Linked DNA regions of Anser cygnoides: region 1 is linked to region 2. A link is a contact called in public Hi-C data. All regions are on one chromosome and are shown on one strand. Each heading gives the region's core, a stretch centred on a gene start, on an enhancer-like site or on the middle of the called end of the contact. The rest is flanking DNA. Distances are from core to core; before and after follow the strand shown. Region 1 holds the start of FUCA2 (alpha-L-fucosidase 2). Region 2 holds the start of LTV1 (LTV1 ribosome biogenesis factor).

Evidence for each region. A called contact is a pair of places that touch in the nucleus more often than the background predicts.
Region 1: a contact with region 2 is called in a Hi-C map of liver, with 2.2 times the contacts expected there. The contact joins the promoter of FUCA2 here to the promoter of LTV1 in region 2. A contact is called at or near these places in 2 of 7 Hi-C or Micro-C datasets (both in liver).

The regions. Positions count from the first base shown.
Region 1 is chr3:57,828,878-57,832,209 of Taihu_goose_T2T_genome, forward strand. FUCA2 (alpha-L-fucosidase 2) reads left to right here and starts at 1,444. Exons shown (of 7, transcript XM_048080772.2): 1 at 1,444-1,670. The coding sequence starts at 1,480.
Region 2 is chr3:57,684,186-57,687,352 of Taihu_goose_T2T_genome, forward strand. It overlaps LTV1 (LTV1 ribosome biogenesis factor), which reads right to left and starts at 1,547. Exons shown (of 11, transcript XM_013194208.3): 1 at 1,362-1,547; 2 at 1,076-1,207; 3 at 103-291. The coding sequence starts at 1,364.

The sequences.
Region 1 (3,332 bases), core at 194-2,693, 140 kb after region 2:
CCATCCCCCAGGAGCAAACTGCTCCAGCACGGGTCCCCCACGGGTGGGCGGCAGCTCCCCCCAGACCCCCTGCTCCTGCGTGGGCTCCTCTCCACGGGCTGCAGCTCCGGCCCGGGGCCTGCTCCTGCGGGGGCTCTCCATGGGCCGCAGCCTCCTCCAGGCCACATCCACCTGCTCCACCGGGGGCTCCTCCACGGGCTGCAGCGTGGAGATCTGCTCCGTGTGGGACCCATGGGCTGCAGGGGGACAGCCTGCTCCACCAGGGGCCTCTCCACAGGCCGCAGGGGAACTGCTGCTCCCTGCCTGGAGCACCTCCTGCCCTCCTGCTGCACTGACCTGGGGGGCTTCAGGGCTGGTTCTCACTCCTTGTTGTCCCAGCTACTGTTGCACAGCAGGTTTTTTTGTTTTGTTTTGTTGTGTTTTGTTTTTCCCTTTCTTAAATCTGCTCTCCCAGAGGCACAAACAACATTGCTTATTGGCTTGGCTCTGGCCAGCAATGGGTCCCTTTGGATCTGACTTGAACTAGCCCTTATCTGGACTCATCTCACAGAGGCCACCCCTGCAAGTCCCCTGCTACCAAAACCTTGCCATGTAAACCCACTACAGGAAGGCAGTTTCAGCGCAGGCTTCCTGTGAAGCTGTTCTGGTGGCTTCTATGATTCTATGATTCTTTAATGAAATCTCTCCTTGACACATTTGGAGATGCCTCTTCCCCCCCAAAGCCATCACCTCCCAGCAGGAGCTGCAGAGCACAGAGGTAACTAACACCCTGCTCTTCTCGGCTAGGGAAGGAGAGGGAAGGAAGGCCTGTGGCGAGGCACTGAAGCCACATTTGGAAGCAGGCAGGACAGGCAACGCCAGCAGCCTGCTGGGGCTGCCTCTGAGGCGGGTACTGGCAGCAGAGCCGACGTTCAGTCCTGGTGCTGGCTGCAGGCCCCGGTGCTCCCTGCAAGTGGCTTTTTGGGTAAACACTGAGGGAGAAGGCTGGGTGTTTGCGACGGTCACCAGCCATGCATGGCCAGGCACTTCCAGCCCATGGCCATCCTCCTGGGCATGAGGAAGGGCAGAATGTCGACCAGGACAGAAATCAAGTACTCAATTACTTTTTTTTTTTTTTTTTCTTAAAATCCTCCTATTCAGGTAACCCTTGCTGATAGAGCAGCCAAGTGAAGGAGTACTGACGGGCAGGAACACCTCGACTCGTGTGCTTTTCCACACAAGAAGAGGAGAACCACGAGGCTCACTCGCCCAGCCCGGTGGCAGGCAGGGAAGGAGCAAAGTTATGGGAGGGGTGCGCAGATAGCAGCAGGAACCACCCAGGAGGCCGGCACACACCGGGGTAACCCTGGCCGGGTCGAGCCCGATCAGCCGCGGCTGGTCTCGGCCTCTCGCTCCGGGCAGGGGCCGGCCCCGCGGGCAGGAGCCACCGCCCCCGGCCCCGCCTTGCGCCCGGCCCCCGCCCGGCCGCCTGCCGCCGCCATGTCCGCCCCGCTGGGGCTGCTGCTGCTGCTGGGGCTGCCCGGGCTCCTGGCCGGGCGGCCCCGCTACCAGCCCACCTGGGGCTCGCTGGACGCCCGGCCGCTGCCCGCCTGGTTTGACGAGGCGAAATTCGGCGTCTTCATCCACTGGGGCGTGTTCTCGGTGCCCAGCTTCGGCAGCGAGTGGTTCTGGTGAGCTCCCCGCCTCGCCCCCCGCCCACGAAATGGCGGCCCCCGCGCCGGCGGTAACGGGGCTTGCCCGGGGAGCAGCGCTTCGGGGACGGGGGTCACAGCCCAAGGGGGTTGTACCCCAGGTGGGGCCGAGCAGAGAGACCCCGGGCTTCATGGCCCCGGTTGGGAAGGGGCTTGAGGCTGGTACGTGCGGCCAGCGGTGTGTGCAGCCCTGGCACTGCTGAGCGGGTGGGCTAGCGTCAGCCCGGTGAGCAGGGGGACCAGAGCTGGAGGATGCTTTTTCTGCAATGTTCGTGAAGGAGATAAAGCATCAGAGGGAGACCACTCAGGTGCCACAGTGAAGGGTCAGAAGAAGCAGGTTGCCCCAGGATCTGTGCAGGACAGGTGTTGCAGATCCCCACAGCCTCTGAGAGGGCTTCGAGCAGCCCTTGTGGAGCCCGTCGCTCCCCGCATTGCTTCCTTTGCTTGGCACACGGCCTCCTGTTTTCTTGTGCGCCTTTTGTGCTGGTGCTTCGTTTATGTGGTATTATCCACTTAACGGAAAGCCCAGATCCTTCAAGTAGTTGTAGTTCAAAGGCTGGATGAAACCTTGGGTTTGTTGAGTGCTCGCTGGCTCGGGCCCTTTGGCTGTAGCCATTTGTTTTGCCACCTTCTTTCCGTGCTCTACCAAATACTTCCTGTAGGACTTGGAGTGAGGTGCCCTGCATCATGTACAGTATGAAGGTTAACAACAGCTCTCCAGCAGAGCTACAATAAAGTTTAAATGCAACTTTCGTAAAACAAATCAACTTCCCTGTAAGCAAACCAGTTTTTTGAAGGCAGTGTTTGGCTTATTTTTTACAGAGTTGTGTTTAAGGGTACCAGGAGTTTTTTATTTACTAAGTAATGACTCTGTGGGGTGAAAAAAAGCTAAGTTTTGGACCAAGCCTTACTCTGAGTGCTGTGCTCCCAGAGTAGGATTCGTACACAGATTCAGGCTCAAATATTAATTTTGTACTGTTTTTCTAAAAACATCCACTGGTTCTTCTTAGTTGATAAAGTTGTTTATGTCCCTGTTGCCTCCCATCCGTAGGTATGTATAGGTGTGGAGCTGCTCCAGGGCCTTCTGGCAGCATGCACAGTCAGGTGGCTGAGGTCCTTTGCTGACACCTTCAAAGGGAAAGTCAAAAACCCCAATGGTCACCCAGTCTGCCTTCTTCCCTTCAGAGCTGCACAGCCTTGGTCAGTACAGTTCTAAAACTTAATCCTGTCAGAGCAGAAGTGTTGACAAAGGAAAAGAAGGAAGGATGTTACCTCTTTTTATGCAATTACATACTTTAAAATAAGAGGTGTTTTTTTTTTTCAGGTTCTTGCATGGAGGAAGACTGTCACAGCCTCTTCTTTCTTCGTTTTTTTTTTTTTTCTCTCATTGGCTGCTAGAGATTGCTTGCTTACACTGAAGTCTCTTTGGGAAGGTTACAACAAGTTCATGCAGCTGCTGTGGTCATGCAAAGCTGAGGTCAGAGACCAGCTCAGGACGGGAGAGAGAAGCACAATCTGAAACATTCAGATTCTGTTCTTCTTTTTTTCCTTTTTCATTTAATTTTTTCTTCCCTTTTTCATTTTTTTCTCTTTTTTCTTTCTTTCTTTCTTTATTTATTTTTTTCCTTTTCTTTATCTCAC
Region 2 (3,167 bases), core at 297-2,796:
ACCACAGCCACTGTAACACCTGTTCAATATGATCAATTTGTCTACAGGCTGCTACTCTCAACAGTACAAAAATAAGATGATTAGTAGCAAAGTACAACTTACAGCAATTCGTTGAATTTCATCCTCTATGTGACCCTCACTTGTGATGACAATTCTGCTTTGCTGTCCACGCACAGAAGGGACAAGCTCCGAGGGACCAGAGGCTTCTTTCAGATGCTGCAAATAGTCATAGTCATCATCGAAGAAGACTCCATACTTCCGCTGCTCTTCTCTCCTCTGCTCATCATGACCCTTGGAATTGGAAGAAAAAGTGCAATTAGTTATTTAAGTCCACATAAAACTTATTAGCAAAAAGGAAAGCAATGCATTCATTGACAGTGCCTGAACTGCCTGAACCAACCAATCAAAAACAAACAAACAAAAAACCACAACAACCAGCCTAATTCCTCCGTGCTGAAAACAGCTTGCAGAAAAAAAAAAAAAAAACAAAAGAGGCAGGAATAAAATTAGGCTTAAGGTATGGGTGAAAGTACATTGAAAAGGAAAACCCTGATTAAAAAAAGCACAGGTTATGTTCACTTACGTGAAAGAAATGTATTAGGAGTAAGAACTAGAGTTCTCTGAATTGGATCCAAGCGAACTTGGATCCAATTATGCTGACTCCACAGCAGTTCTTAGAGTCACCTCTCTGCTCATTAGCCTAACGCACTGTAAATGAGAATGCTGTGACCATCTGCTTCAGCACCTGGATGCTGTCTGAGCACAAACTTAAAGAACTTCTTCTATAAGCAGCAAAACTAACAAAGCCTGCTTTTTCCAGGCTGGGTTGGTCAATCTTTGTGGATACGAATATATTTTAAAACAGAAATAAAGCAGTGTCAGCTAGTCCTCCTTAACCCACCAGACAGTAACTCACAACTATCAAATCCCTGCAACATCTCCTTCTTTTTAATAAGCTGGACTAAACAATATCTCCTTTCAGGCTACGGGCTTGAATTGTACGATTGTGCAGCGCTTTCCCCTCCTGCAGCACCTCTTATCCGAGCGAACCCCAGCGTTAAAAGCAAACGTTTACTTTCTGGGCAGGCAGCAGAACTCTCTGTGGCGCGGTATCGTCGGCAGCGAGCGGGTCCCTCTGGCTCCTGTGCACTAGGTGAAACGTCACAGCTTTCTTCTTCTCTATGAAGGGCTTCTTCTTCTTGTGCGGCTGCAGGAGGACATTTGGTTAATCACCGGTAAAACACGAACGATGAGCACGGCCCCCTCAGCGCTGCCGCGGGCCCGAGGCTGCCCCCGGCCGGGCCGTTGGGGGGCCGTTGGGGGGCGGCACGCGCCCCCCTCCCCCCCCGCCCGGCGCTCACCATGGCGGCCCGGCCCCGGCCCCCTCACGCTCACGCGGACCCGGCCTCAGCGCGGCCGAGCGGCGGCCTCCGGTTTGGGACCAACCACCGGCCGAAAGGGGGGGAGCCGACATGGTGCCACCGCGGCAAAGGAGTCATTTTTCCTCAGTTAACAACAACGACGAGCTTTCTCTGAACAAAGTCGGCATTTAAGTTGAGAGCGAGCCCCTTAAACGCATAAAGGGCACGTGGCCAATCTCCACAGACACACGCTCCCCAGCTCCCCCCCCCCCCCAGTTAGCGGGGAGTGGTTCCGCCCGCGGGCGGGCCGCAATGGCGGACGGCGGTGGGGCGGGCCAACGGGCCAGGCGCAAGCGCAGTCGCGGGAGGGCGGTGGCGGAGGAAGGGGCCCGGAGCGGGCTGTCGAGGGGGGCGTGGCTATCCGCCACGGGGGCGTGGCGATCCACCGAGGGGCGTGGCTTAACGCTCGGGCCCCGCCCCCCGCCGCACCTATTCGGGGCGGGGCGTAGCGGTGCGGGGCGGGGCGGAGCCCCGTGCCCCGGCGGGGCTGGGGGGGCTCGGGGTGCACGGGGGGGGGGCGCGTTATTTCCCGGGGGGGGGGGGGGGGAGGCGCCCTCTTGGGGACGGCCGAGCTCCGCCGTGCTAAGGCAAAAAATAAATAAATAAATAAATGAAAAGTGAACAAAAAGCCCTGCCCCTCCGCTCCCGGCTCAGCTTCCCCAGCCCTTGGGGGGCAGCAGGGTGCTGGCAGCCATCCCCAAGGCCCCTCAGGAGCCATAGTGTGCCCCGAACGTGGCCCAGGGGCACGGCAGCTTCTCTCAGCTCTGTTGCTCACAAGCACAAGTTAAAGTTACCTCTCTGGTATTTTAGGCCTCAGGGTTTTCTGCCCTACCTCGTAACCCTGCGCTGTGTTTCCTGCCCGCACCCCCACAAGCGGGTGAGGGAAGGCGCTGTGCTGCGTTCAAAACAATAGGCCCCCTTATCACGAGAGGCTGATAGTGTATGTCAACAGCGATATATCTGGAGATTAGTTTTAAAACTGAGAGATTAGGAGTAACAAACAGCATACGGGCTCCTTTGCTGATCCCTAAGGCTGAGTCACCTCGTTCCAATGGGCTTCAGATTTATCAAAACCCCAAATGTAATACCTGATGGACATGATATGTGCGTGAGGCTGTCTCTCGGATGGCGACTCCACCTATATGTCTGTTTTCACCAAAGCCCTACAAGGCCATATATCCCCCTGCACACTGCCAGGCACCTCTGCTCAGGCACCTTGCAGGCTCAACACATCAAAAAGCATCTCACTGCAGAGGCAGTACTGCCCGAAAAGCACTGTGCTGGAAGTCCGCCTTTCTCTATCAACAATTTGCCTTCCATGTCAGAAAATTCATACTAGTAATTTTTAGTTCTTGCAAAGCAAAAGTTATTACGAAGTAATTACAGAGCGAAAGTTGCCACCCGTCGCTTTGAAGGCCTGGCAGGCAGGCTGCAGGCTAGGCCAGCCCTCAGCTCTGCAGAGCAAACTTGTCTGGATGCTGTAGGTGGGATTCTGGTGCTGACCTGATGTCAGTGAAGTTATTCCACTCAGGTTGCTGATAAATTAACATCTGAAGCTGGGAGCATAAATTAGGCCTCTGAACCACCAAGCTACAACCCTAACTTTGTATTTTTGACGTAACTATCTCCACTTTGAACGCAACTCTGCAGGAGTACACCACCCACAACAGAGCTACCAGATATGATCAAAGGACTCCCAAAGTTTTAAGGAAGGTTTCAGGAACTTTCTTTCATTTCATTTCCATG